Linked DNA regions of Mus musculus: region 1 is linked to region 2. Evidence: chromatin contacts called from public HiChIP or PLAC-seq data. All regions are on one chromosome and are shown on one strand. The core of a region is the stretch at or near the end of the contact, and the rest is flanking DNA. Distances in the headings are between cores, read along the strand shown. Region 1 has its middle 28 kb from the start of Gm34177. Region 2 has its middle 53 kb from the start of Gm34177.

Region 1 (6,167 bases), core at 3,044-5,543, 83 kb after region 2:
ACTACGATAATATAAATTCTTTTAATTGACCTCATCATAATTAAGCAATCAAGGTAAGGGTGAAAGTGCAGGCAGGGACTTGGCAGATGTGTGGGCATGGTCTCCTCTGGTCCCCCATCTCCTGGGCAGCCCAGACCTTACAGGAGCTGGCCCCCGCCCCAGGGCCACCTGCTGGCCTGTCACACCTGGTGCAAATTCCTGGAGCAGCCTGCAGCCACACCTCAAGGGCAGGCAGGCCTCTAAGGTGCAGTACCTTTAGGGATCCCCAAGGCCTCCTCAATCAATGATCCCCCCCATGGGGGTGCTTTTACGAGAGTTGGATTATGGGGATTTGGTAAGATGTCGATTAAGCAGCACTTCAAAGAGTGGCTGCAGCCGCACCTGCACCATTTATGAAGGTCTATTAATAGAAAGCACAGAGTCTAGCACTAATCCCGGGCTCATAGAAAATCCATGATTTACGCCTTAGGGCCCAAAAGGCACTGAGGATTTCAGTCCACCCGCTACCTAGAGGCAGGGTGTGACAGCCCTCACATCTGGCCAAGGGTGAGCTATGTCACTGGGCTGTGAGTGACCATTCTAGCCCTGACAGTAAATAGAAAATGATTCTTGAGGCCTTCCTAGAATCTATACTTTTTCCTGTCCTAGGGTGGCCATTGTCATGCAACAGGCACTAGGCAAACAGAATGAGCCTGCTAAGGTATAAGTGGAAGCCAGGATCTTTGATGTCAGAACAAGGGCAGGTCAGGTGCTAGCCTATCTCCTCATCTCTCCTTTATAGCTGTACCTCTCTTATCCTTTGAGGCAAGGTAGCAGTCACACCAGCAAACTGCATAAATTTTGGAATCTCTCAGGTTCCTGTTTCTTCCTAAATGTTTGTGCATTTGACTCTATCACTAAGAGCCAAGAAGCAAACCTTATTAATCTCATTACTCATGTTCCTCTTGGAAAGTCAGAGGCCCAGCAGCTGGCTTAGTTTTGCTGAATACATGAAAAATACAAAAGTGTGATTGAATCATAGAAGGAAAGACTCAGATGGCATAAAGCTGAAAACCAAAAATCCCCCAAAGAATAAAGTCAAATAAACTTCTGCTCATCGTCTCCCTTCTCCTCCTCCCCTCTCTTCTTCTCTTTTTCTCCTCCTGTTCTTCCCCCCTCTCATATCCTTTCTTCGTCCAATGTTGGGCAACAGAACCTACAGTCTTTTGCATTCTAGGCAAGTACATTGAGCCAGATGCCAGCCCTTGTCAAAAGAGAAGTTCAACAGACAGGGAGCGCTGGAGTGGGGTGGGTGTTCCCTGCAACAAGCTGGGTTGTCTGTTTACTGCCATATGATGACCAGAGAGAGAGAGAGAAATGCATGGGAGATTAGTTCCATAGATGACTGTCATCTACTCATAAAGGAACAAGTGTGTGCATGTTCATGTGTGCTTGTACATCTGTGTGCAGACAGTTCTACTATTAAAAGGTTTCTTATTGCTTCTTTCTCACTAGGTTGAATACAAACATACTGTCTAACTGTTACCAATTGCGTTAAATCTTTAAATCAAGTCTTCACACACAAAACTAAAGCTTCAAACTATGGTATTTTAGGGAGTGCTCATCCTTATGGAAAAAATTCTTCACATCCCCAGAGTTCACCAAAACCTCTTCCATAGCTGACTGTTTCCAGAAGGAAGGAGAGGGCTGAGGTGTCTGGGAGGCAGTGATGACACCAGTCATCCATTCCAGAAGGAAGCACTGTTAGACACACATTAGACATGTTGGAAGTGTGTCTCAGGTTGGAACACTCGTAATGGAAAGAAGGATCAAGATTGCACCCCACTGAGTCCCTACAGGTGATGTCATAGACATTATACGTAGGTTGTTCCTTAAAACCTGAAGACTATGTGGGTATCAAGGAGAAATAAATCCATCTGTGAGTTAATTGTTAATATTCTGCTGTGTTTCCTTCCAGTGTCTTTTGCATTGCTGAGAGATATGATAAAGATACCCGTACAAATGTTTCCACAGTTAAACAACGGAGGTTTACACTCTTACTCTACAGTGAGTTCATCTCTTGAAGACTTTCTTACCCAATTAAATACTTTAAAATATTAATTTTCATTCATTTAAAACTTTGATTACACGTTAAGTTTCCTAACCATTTTCTTCTTTGACTGAATATTATCCCCATGTGGTGTGTGTGTGTGTGTGTGTACACGTGTGTGCATGAGTGCATGCCTGTGTGTAGGGTGCAATGGCTTATCAACAACAGAGCTTGGCTTTGATATTTTAATAGATATTCCTCTATTGCTGCCCACATTATATCCCAGATAGGGTCTTTTCACTGATCCTGAACTGGCTAACCTGGCTGGCCAGTGAGTCCCAGGATCAATCCATCTCTGCCTTCCCCAGCGTAGAGGTAACAAACACATGATACCTCACTTGCCTTTTAATTGGGTGTTGGGTATCCATGCTAGGTTCCTTATGTTTTCTCAGCAAACACTTTACCGTTGAGCTGTCTCTCTAGCACTGGGGCGACCCATAAGACTTCTTCTTCACGCTGATAGGTAGCATATCACAGCCTCAACTGTGCCCCACCAACCCACTCACCCAGAGTCAGAGTGCTTGAGCCTGCATCTCACCAAAGCGCTGGACCTTGGTACAAGTCATCTCTCCTTGAGTTTTCTTTCTCTCTTCTAAAATTGATCTTTAATAGTAGCCTGCAGAAGAATTCTCACTGGGAATTAATGAGTTACCTCACTGTTTACAGGTCTTTAGACTGTTAAGAGAACACATGGTATAAGAGCTGCACAAGCATCAAACTGGGGCTGATACAAGAAGGCATTTACTTACTCTCCCCATCGGTCTAGGAGTCTGACTGGCAGAACAGACACAGGTATTCCATTCAGGTATTGATCATGGAGCATCATCTATATTGGGTGTAGCTGGGGGACTGCACATGTGGCCCTGGCGAGGCACCCTTCCCCTAGGTGTGCTGCAATTCAGATGCCCCTTGCACTCTTAGTGTTCAATGGCTCCATAATACAAAACTGTAGCAGTAATGGTGGGGTGCTTCTATGTAAATGCTGGGGGGGGGGGTCAACTGCAAAAGCATCTCCTGCAGGAGGACCTAACTGAGCATGCCTGAGAGACCAAGGGCTGCTGGTGCAGACAATGGCAGCCAATCAGGAACTGCTGTTTAGAAGAGATGCTTTCCTGGGACCAATGGGGGCATGGGTGGGGGGTATGAAAGGAGCTTGCAGCAGGGCTCAGTTGAGCCGTTTCTCACCTGCTCCTAGAGTCTGTGTTATACTCTATACCACCTCATCTCCAACACCTAAGGCAGGTAGGGCTGGGCGGTAAGTAGTCCAAGGCACAGGCAACACAAAACTCCTCTGCTGAAGTCAGAACCCTACGTTCTACCTTGTTCCCTTCCCACTGCCCATCTCACCTCTCACACCACCTCCTGACCTCAAAATACACCCTTGCTTCACTCAACCTGAGATAATACTCAACCCCCAACAGATCAAGAGGAAAGGACTCAGTCCTGGGCCCTTGAGACTTGTCTTTGGAGTAATTAGGAATAACAGCCCAAGAGTCTTTCTTTTTCTTTTTTCCCATGTCTTCTTCTCTCCTCTGCATCATGATTTCTGCCTCTGGCTAGATTCTGTTTGGATGACATAATATCTCCTTTTAGTTGGAATGGGTTAGAATGACAAAAGGAAGTATATATAGACATGCATAGAAAACAAGGCATGTTCTCTGTGCTTCTCTCTCTCTCTCTCTCTCTCTCTCTCTCTCTCTCTCTCTCTCTCTCTCTCGTGTGTGTGTGTCTCCTCCTGTCTTTATTCACAATGTTCCAGTTTGGCCAGCATGTTACCTCAGGATTCCTGACATTAATGAGGTACCAAGAAGTGGAGAATTGCCTGCTGAGAGACAAACTTCAGGAAAAATTGTTCCAAGCCTCTTGCTCAGCAGAACTGATAAGATTAAATTAGCCATAACCCGGTAAACAAACCGCAAGGGAAAGACCAGAAGTTTATTACTCTTTTTTATGGCATTAGTCCATGTAATTTAATTTCAGTGATCTTATGTGCTAGTCATAGTGAGCCCTGCCTCTGTGCGAACACAAACCATTGGTCTGTTTTCTTATTTGCAGTTAGTTTTTATAATTGGACTAAGGAAGACTGACAGGAAAGAGAGTCCTAAAATAGCTCTTGTCTGATCATTTCTTCCCTACAGCATCATCTCCTCTCCTTCCTTCCTTTGCCTTCTGTTGAGTCCCCACATCCTCCTATAGCCCTGAGGCTGAATCACTGCTTGGCCCTAGTCCAGGCACATATTATCATGGAGTACTTCTACCCTCTGATCACTAGCTCATCTGTTGTCCATCATTTGAGATAATGTGCCAAAACGGGACAGTAAACCTTTGATAATGTGCTTGTTTGCCTAGTGATAAGAAGTCACGTTATCCCTCATCCACAGATATATGCGCATCTGTGAGCAGCAGAGGGGCTCATATTCAGGGGCTAACTCTGCCATCTGTGTGGTGAGAGGGAGCTGCCACCGCTTGATCTGTTCATCTGTAATGAGGGAGTCTTAGAAGCTTCACTCACCACAGTGAACTGTTGTAGGAGTTAAAGGGAGGCGTCTACAAAGCATGCTGGGAACTGAAAAGGCCTTTCTGTAGAATGAAGCAACATTTTCAAAACTTACGATTTAAGCCACATTTCACTCTTGGGCAGATGGTAAGTTCTGCATTCGTGTCCACTGGTCTGGCCCTTGGTTTGGGCATCTTTCTTCTGCTTACTGAAGGCAATCATGATTGACCCCCCCCCACACACACACACACACATAATTCTGTAATTACTTCAGACCAAATGAAAAGGTTACCAGAAGCCACTAAGATCTACATTAACATTCAGTGTCAAGGTTGACGCTCTTCCAAGCCTACCAAGGTATGGCTGGGGCTTGGATTTTATCTCTAGCCAAGATATCTTTGCCACCATGGCAATAAGACTCTCTAGCATTATTTATTTTTTTTAAAGTTTCCTCTTAGGATTTGCCTTTTTGAAAGCAAAAATTGGTACACATGCACATTGGGCCCCAAAGATTGGCTAAAACCAACAGTAATCTTATTTATTTGCCTAACATTGGCAGAGAGAGGGAATAGAGCTGTCTTTCCCATATATTTTGGCTATCTTTGGTAATCACTGAAATTCAAGAGTAGATGATGTCAGGGTCCTTTTGCCTATGGAAATATCTATGCCAATAAGACTGCAAATCTCTTTTTAATTATTTGCTTTAATTATGTGAATGTATGTATGTCCCTGTAGAGAATGTCCACCGTGAGGGCTGGTGCTCGAGGGCCAGAAGAGCTAAAGTGATGGGCAGTTGTGAGCTACCAACTGCAGGGAACTTGATTCAGGTCCTCTGGAGGAACAATACACACTTTTAACTCTCCCCAGCCCTTAAAGCTTTCTAACTTGTAATCTTATCAGTTACTGTCTGCATTGCATCTTTCTAAATCCCTCTGCTCTAATTTTGAAAATGTGTATCTGTAAACAAAACACAGGTGTTTTTCAAGTTGAATCTAAATTTTCGCATTTTATCAGTGATATTTAATCCACTTATAATTAATACAATTACTCACTTTTAAGAGTATATAAATATTGCATTATGAGTTTTCTTTCCTTTCTTATCTTTTAGAAAAAAAAAAACATTTGAGAACTAGGAAGTCAGCTCAGTGAGTATAGTACTTGCTGTGCAAGCACAAAGAAGTGATCTCTGATCCCCAGCACCCACGTACAAAGTGGGTTTCATGGTGGTGTACCTGTAACCCAGTAGTGAATGGACAAAGAAAGGAGGCTCCTGGGAGGTCACTGTCTAGCCAGTGTAATGAGACTGCTGAGTCCGAAGGTCAGAGAGAGGCTCTCTAACATAAGGTCGAAAGGAATAGCAGAAGATGCTCTGGGTCAAACTCTTATCTACACACACATGCATGTATGCACTCACATACACACAGACACACACACACACATACACATGTACATGCACACACACATACTTACACTCACACACATACAAAGACAATGAGATAGTCACCAATTTTATTTTAAAACTATCAATTCTCCATTGTAATAGATGATTAACAAACATGTGGACAGGAATCATCATGGAGA
Region 2 (7,040 bases), core at 655-3,154:
CCTAAAGCTGCTTTCGTCTGTGTGTTTTCTCAGCAGCAGGACTGAAGCAAGAACACCACCTCTCTCTGAGATCCGTGCTGCCTGCCTCAGGGTCAGCTTCTGTGGATATGAATGTATCCACATATCCTCAGCTACTTACAACAGTGAATAAATTGCCTATCAGCTCTTTGGGAGATCCAAATAAACCTCTTGTGTTTGTGTGCAGTTTTTTTTTTTTAAATGCCTACCAGCAGCCCTTGTTTTAAAGGCTTTGTCCCCAGAGTGACACACAGGTGAGACCTTTGAGATGTGAAACCTACTAGGAGATCTTGGTCCTTTGGGGACAAGCTCTCAAAGAGGACTGTGTGAAGCCTCGATCTCTTCCTGTTTTCTGCACGTCCTGGTTGATGAAGAAAACTCTGCTAGCCAGCTTCTCCTGATTTGGTGAGGTTCCTTGCCGGACGCACAAAGCTACTCAGTCACAGACTAGAACCACAAGGCTATGAGTCAATATCAGGGTTTTCCCTCATTTTTTTAAGTTATTGAATTGGATGCCAGCCTAGATTACACAATGAGATCCTGTCTCAGATAAACACAACAACAACAACAACAACAACAACACAGCAACAAACCCTTTAAGCCACATCTCAGCCAGCAGCGGATGTTACGAGTCTTTGTGAGCTGTTATTTTAGTAGATTTGTGCGAAGCGACACTTTCTACTGCTTTAATTTTGAGTTCTGTGCTCTACAGACTTTTATCATTTTTCTGCTTTCAGAGTCACCTGTAGATTTTCTCTGCCTGGTGGTTCTCTGTCAATTTAAGTCAATTTGGGTATTTTGGATATTATAGTATTTATTTATTGTAAAAATGTATTTTATTTTTAATTCTGTGTACTTGTGTGTAGGGGTGGGTGGGGATTGGGGTAAGTTTTTGTTTGGGTGCAAGTGGTAGTAGATCCCACAAGAGGTCAGCAGATCCCCTGGAGCTGGAGTCAGAGAGGTTGTGAGCTGCTTGATATAGGTACCCACAACTCATGTTCTCTTAAAGAGCTCACATCCCGCTGCTGAGCCCTCTCTTTGGACCAGTTGTCACACTGAATGCATTTGTTCCCATCTACTCTGCCTTTTCAAGGATCTCCCCAAGGTATCTATTTCATGACAATTTTATTCATTCCTATGACATTTGAAATAATTTAACTAAATAAAACAAATTATATCTGAAATGTTGGTATTCTCCTCTATGAAGTTTCAGTTTTCTAGTTTAAACTGTGCTGGCTAGTTTTATGTCAACTTGACACAAGCTAGAGTTATCTGAGAGGAGGAAAACTCAATCGAGAAAATGCCTCTGTAAGATCCAGCTCTAAGTCATTTTCTTTTTTCTGTGTAGCCCTGGCTGTCCTGGAACTCACTCTGTAGACCAGGCTGCCCTTGAACTCAGAAATCCACCTGCCTCTGCCTCCCAAGTGCTGGGATTAAAGGCATGTGCCACCACTGCCCAGCTTTTTAAATTTTTTAAAATAGATTTATTTCTTTTATTTATATGAGTGCACTGTAGCTCTCTTCAGACACACCAGAAAAGGGCATCAGATCCCATTACAGATGGCTGTGGGCCACCATATGGTTGCTGGGACTTGAACTCAGAATCTCTGGAAGAACATTCAGTGCTTTTAACCCCTAAGCCATCTCTCCAGCCCCAAGTCATTTTCTTAACTGGCAATTTACTGGGTGTGCAGGGGTGTGTGGGGTGGGGGTGGGTAGAGGAGGTGGAGCCTACATTGGTTGGTGCCATCGCTGGGCTGGTGATCCTGGGATTCTATAAGAAAGCAGGCTGAGCAGGCCAGTAAGCAGCACTTCTCCATGGCCTGGGCATCAGCTCCTGCCTCCTGGTTCCTGCCTTGTTTGAGTTCCTTTAGTGTTGAGCTGTGATGAGGAAATGAAAGTCAAATAAACCCTCTCCTCCCCGCCTTGCTGCTTGGTCGTGGTGTTTCATCATAGCAATAGAAATCCTAGCCAAGACGGCTGAGAAGGTCATTTCCGCTCTGGATTTACCTTCGGTCCCCCAAAGTCTCAAGTATGCAGCCTCAAGCCTAAAACCCAATCAGATAAAAACAAAAAACATCACAGCATAATGCTTTTTATAGAACCTCATGATTTTAGTGTTTCACCATGCAAAAAACTATATAGGGAAATAAAGAGTCATCAGCAGGGAAATGACGGAATAAATCATGGTAGTAATACTATGGGAAGGCTAGCTTGGAGAGATGTCTTGCGAAGTATTTGTGAATGAGAAAAGCAAGCTGTAGAAAATTGTGAATAAAACAATATATATGTATACTAATACATATTTGCGTCTATGAATGAGCACAGAGAAACGGAGAAGATCATGCAGTGGTTGAGATAGGAAGCCTAATGGGAGGGAGGAGGAGGATGGAGAGGAGGAGGGCAGGGAGGAGGAGGAGGGTGGAGAGGAGGAGGAGGAGGGTGGGGGAGGATGGGGAGGAAAGGACAGTGGTAATAACAGCAACAAGGAAATGATGAGCACAGGTTCAAAGTCTAAAAACTCTAAGCTGGTCCCAGTGTTTTCTTTCATCACTCTGGAGTTCATCGGTCATTTGTTTTCAGGTTGTGTCACCAGGAGACTAAACTCCGCTCCGCACTGAGCAGTGAGAGTGGAATGGAGCAGGAAGACCTTAGTTCTGGGCTCCCAGGTGTTGTGTGCATCACCTGCACTGTGAGTGCCAGGCATCCTCACCCACCTCCTGAGCCAGGCACTCCCAGGAGCATCTCTCTTGACATCTGGAGATGTGGTTCCATGTTGGGGTGACTGAGGGTGTGTTCCTCCTCTGTGGTCCATTCAGGCACTGCATGATGCTCTAAGCCTTGTATATAGCCAGTAGCAATCCACCCAGTAAATGTCCAGTGACATTATCAAATGCCCCTTAAGAGGACACAGTCATGAAGCACTCGTCTAGTCTGAATGGTTATTACACATTCCCCCTGAAGTGTGTTTGTCCGGTGTCCCCTTTGGACACTCCAGTCATTGCACTAGGAACTGGCCTCCGAGTTACGTCAGTGGCCTTATTCTTGATTAAGTGTGTGTCACCTTATCACTGTGTGAGAGGGAGATATGAGCTTGTTTTTCCGATCCTTATTGTACAAACAAGTTACGATGACTCATGGTGAGCTCAAGGAGTCTCGGCCTCAGGTGCTTGGGGGGGTGATTGCAATAAATCTTAATTATCTGGATTGTTTTGAGGCGCTGTTATGCAGTGAGGGAACAATGACTTTGAATTTTTTGAAAATGAGGGCAGTGCCGATTAGTTTGCTTCCCCCCACCCCCTCCAGAGCACGTATACACAGGAAAGGTTCTGCTATTTACTGCTCCTTTTAATCTCAGAGATGGGAACTTGGGCAAAACCCAAAAGCCCAGATGAAGGAATGGTCAGGAGCATAAGAACTCGTAGGTTTCTAATGCTTTGCTGAAAAGAAACCCCATGTGTTTAGATGGAGAACTCTAGAATGCCAATTAGCCTGATTGTACAATCCAGAGTAAATTCTCTCCTATGAAACACCCGATTTAAGCTGTAAAGGATACTCTTGAATTCATTTGCCTCAGTCTTACTCTGAAGTACTTGTATGGGATGAGAAGAGAGGACAGACTTTAGTTCTGGACATCATATGACATCCACAGAATCATTTGGCTGGGATTTTTGTTGTAGAGTTTGGTCTGGGATTTGACCTCATAGTCATCTGTAGGTAAGGGTCAATAGAAATCACTGGTCCTCCCACCTTCAGCAAGCCAGTGCCTACTGAGATGATTTTTTAGTGAACATAATTTACAGAAGATACACAAATAAATATATAAACAAGTAAAATGTCCTTAATGGCTGTGTGATGCTGATTGGCTGAGGCCAGTTCATAATACAAACTATGCTTACAGCAAGCAAGCAAACAAACAAACAAACATTTGCTTGTGTATTTAATAATTTTTTTCCCAAGCACTGCCTGCCAGACATTATGCTGGGATTGGCGTGATGAATAAAGGCAACTCACAGAGGTCAAGAGCTTGTGGAGCAAGGATACTGTTAGTCTACACTGTCACACATGAGCCTTCCAGGCTGTGAAGGGAGGGAGCACTGCACTGAAGTTTGTGCTTACAGTGAGGTCTAAAGATCATTAGTGGTTACTTCAGAGAGGAACGGAGCTGCTGTGGCTTGAAAGTCTGTCATAGACTCTTGTGTTTGGAGGTGTGGTCGGCAGCTTGGAGCAGGTTTCAGGCCAGATCTAGATTAATGAATGACTCAGGGTGGGTCTTGAGGTTTCTTAGCCCAGCTCACTTCCTGCCTTCTCTGTGTTTCTGGAAGACAAACTCAATGTGATCAACCAACTGCTTCCCACTCCTGCCAGCCAATGTACCTTCCTTCCCATGATGGGTACATGTCCTTGACCTAGAAGGCAAATTAATCTCCTTCTCTCACCTTAAGTTGTCAAGTATTTAATCATAATCACATGGAAAAACAACTGCTTAGGGAGGGAAAGACATTTGGAAAAGGGCACACTGTGTGTTAAGTCCTTGAGATGAGAACAGAGGGCCAGGGACAGAGAGCTGGAGGAGATGCTGTGTGGTGGGCTTGAAAGATAGCTGCAGGACAGCCCTTCCCATTTAAAATCAGTTTCCCCTGATTCTACAAGCTATGAGAAAAACAGGAAGAGTGTGAAGAGGGAGGTGACACAATCCGTGCCACTGGCACAGAAGGTGGTTGACACTGTTGTGCTTTGAAATCACGCTGGACAAAGTTCAAGAGTGAGTCTGGGAAGGGTGAGAGGGGATACTGAGAGGAGATCTTGGAGATGCTAGATTGACCTAGTCTCATGACTGTGATGCTCTGCCAGGGTGGACGTGGCATTGATGGTGGAGAAGGACGGGAAAGGAGCAGGCGCAAGAGATATGTGACATCTGACGGACAGCAGTCAAAGTGGTTGTTGGGATTGGGTTTGTTTTGCTTTATTAAGACAAGGTCTTGCTGTATACCCCCTGACTAGCCTAAAACTGTTGGCCATCCTCCTGCCTCAACATCTGGAATGCATCACCACACTCAGCTTCCAAGTTCATAGAGTTGCTGCTGTTTGGGTTTTTTTTTCCCTTTGAGACAGGGTCTTGTGTAGCCTGGGCTGGTCTTGAACTCACGGCGTAGGCATGGATGACCTTGAACTTCTGATCCTCTGGTCTCATCCCCTGGGTGCTAGGGCTGTGTATATGGTTTGTGTAGTGCTGGGGATGGAACCCGTGGCTTTGTTCATGATAGGGAGTACATTGCCAACTGAGTGCATGCCCAGCCTGCGAGTTCTTAGCATACTTTATCAGAAAGTAAGTCTGATTCATGAACTAAGACAGGTAGAAAGGGCCTACTTCCTCTATGGTAAAACCTGGGGTAGGGCTGCTTGTGTATTTCTCACCCAGGACTCTTCTCACAGTCTTACTCTCCCAACAATCATTGCATGTGATGGAGCCCAGCCCAGACTAATCCAGATCAGCCTTAGATTCTGGAGGGATTGAAGTCCAACAAGACAAAGCACAAAAGACCCACACAACAAGTGAAGACACAGAAGTGACACGGAGTCCATCCAAGGTTACCTCAGTATCACTCCAAGTCCAAGGGGACCAGGATAACCACCAGGAGTTGAAGCCACAGCAGTGGTATTTGAGTGGTTTGAAATCTCGAAGCCCAGAAGTCTGAGATGTGCTGTGGGCTAATTTCCAATGAGCACAAAAGCCTAAGAACTAGCCTACTATAGTGCATTTACCTAGAGTATGCAGGGCTCTGAGTTTAATACTCAGAAACACACATGCATGTGCACATGCACACCCAGAGAGACAGGGAGAGAGAGAGACAAAGAGAGATAGAAACAGTGTGTGTGTGTGTGTGTGTGTGTGTGTGTGTGTGTGTGTGTGTGTGTGTGTGTGTGTAATAATTAAGGAAGAGGTCATGAATTTGAGAGGGATTGGGAGAACACAAGGAGGTACTGGAAAAAGGAGATGGAGGGGTGGCAATGATCTAAATACAGAACCCATGTATAAAGTTCTAAGAAGAAATTAAAAACTACACTGAAACGATAACACTAAAAAAATTTAAACGCTAAAAGATAAAATGTAACTATTCAGTCTTCACTCCTTGGTACCCATGTGATTCGAGGGCATAGTATCATATCTAAAATGATTTTCTATGAAGAGGTTGTCCCCAGGACCCCCTCCCATTGTGACCAAATCCGTACACTTTAACTGTTGCCTGGGGCCAAATAATCAGCTCAGAAGGACCAATCCGAAAAGGCTGTCTAACCACGGAGGTTGTGAAAAGCAGTGACTGGCTACAGTTAGTCTCAGGGCCAGGGAGTAGCCATGAGAACCTCTTGTGGCTCGTCTAGATCAGATCAGTCGGAAATTCCCCAGAGCCGCAGTAAAAGGATACTGGATGTTTAGGAGTGTCCCAGAGCACCAGAAGATGTTTGCTTCATTACTGCGATGTTTCTACAGCTGTCTGCTTGTCGAAAGAGCTGCCGGAAACCTGTCATCCGTCTTCAAAACAACCAAGGGTCACTAAAGCCCCATTATTGGCCCAACACAGGAAATACAACAAAGCCCGGCGTATTACCCCTCTGCTGAAAGGAACCTGACTTGGGGAAGAGTTGATGGGGTGTCTCCAGTATTGCTAATGTAAATGGTTCCCAGGACAGTCATGATGAAAAGGGATGCGTGTTTAAAAATCTTGGGGTATTTGACATCAAAACGGCCATCAGTAAGAGAAGGAAGCCTGTGCCTCAAGATGCCATTGCTTCCTGGTGTGCCAGGAAATATTAACCACGGACGACAAAGCAAAATAAAATAAAGGTGGTTGTTGACATGCCATGTGCTGTTCCTGCACACAGGAGTCACGGGAGGCAGGCAGAGCCATGGGACTGCCACTGGCTGTCCCAGCAAGCCACCTGTGTAACTTCAGGTGTAGCATTAAACAGGTTTCTTTGTTCTAGTGAAAAGTGAAAAATATCAGTTTGATTACTGCCCA

What was found. HiChIP or PLAC-seq counts read pairs in DNA pulled down with a chosen protein or histone mark.
Region 1: a contact with region 2 is called in an H3K4me3 HiChIP or PLAC-seq map of bone marrow-derived macrophages, with 2.3 times the contacts expected there. The contact joins two enhancer-like sites. A contact is called at or near these places in 13 of 484 Hi-C or Micro-C datasets (3T3-L1-derived adipocytes, the AML12 cell line, the C2C12 cell line and 9 more), 4 of 115 datasets of contacts at active chromatin or transcription factors (T-cell acute lymphoblastic leukemia, bone marrow-derived macrophages, heart atrium and 1 more) and 1 of 9 other capture datasets (embryonic tail).

What each region holds. Positions count from the first base shown.
Region 1 is chr1:184,353,833-184,359,999 of GRCm38.p6, forward strand. No RefSeq gene overlaps it. Among named protein-coding and RNA genes, the nearest start is that of Gm34177, 28 kb to the left of the region's middle. Within about 2 kb of position 4,294, at least 11 of the 459 cell types and tissues checked have an H3K27ac peak or open chromatin away from gene starts, as enhancers often do. A contact at or near this core is called in the N1E-115 cell line and bone marrow-derived macrophages, where this site is marked.
Region 2 is chr1:184,272,962-184,280,001 of GRCm38.p6, forward strand. No RefSeq gene overlaps it. Among named protein-coding and RNA genes, the nearest start is that of Gm34177, 53 kb to the right of the region's middle. Within about 2 kb of position 1,905, at least 27 of the 459 cell types and tissues checked have an H3K27ac peak or open chromatin away from gene starts, as enhancers often do. A contact at or near this core is called in the N1E-115 cell line and bone marrow-derived macrophages, where this site is marked.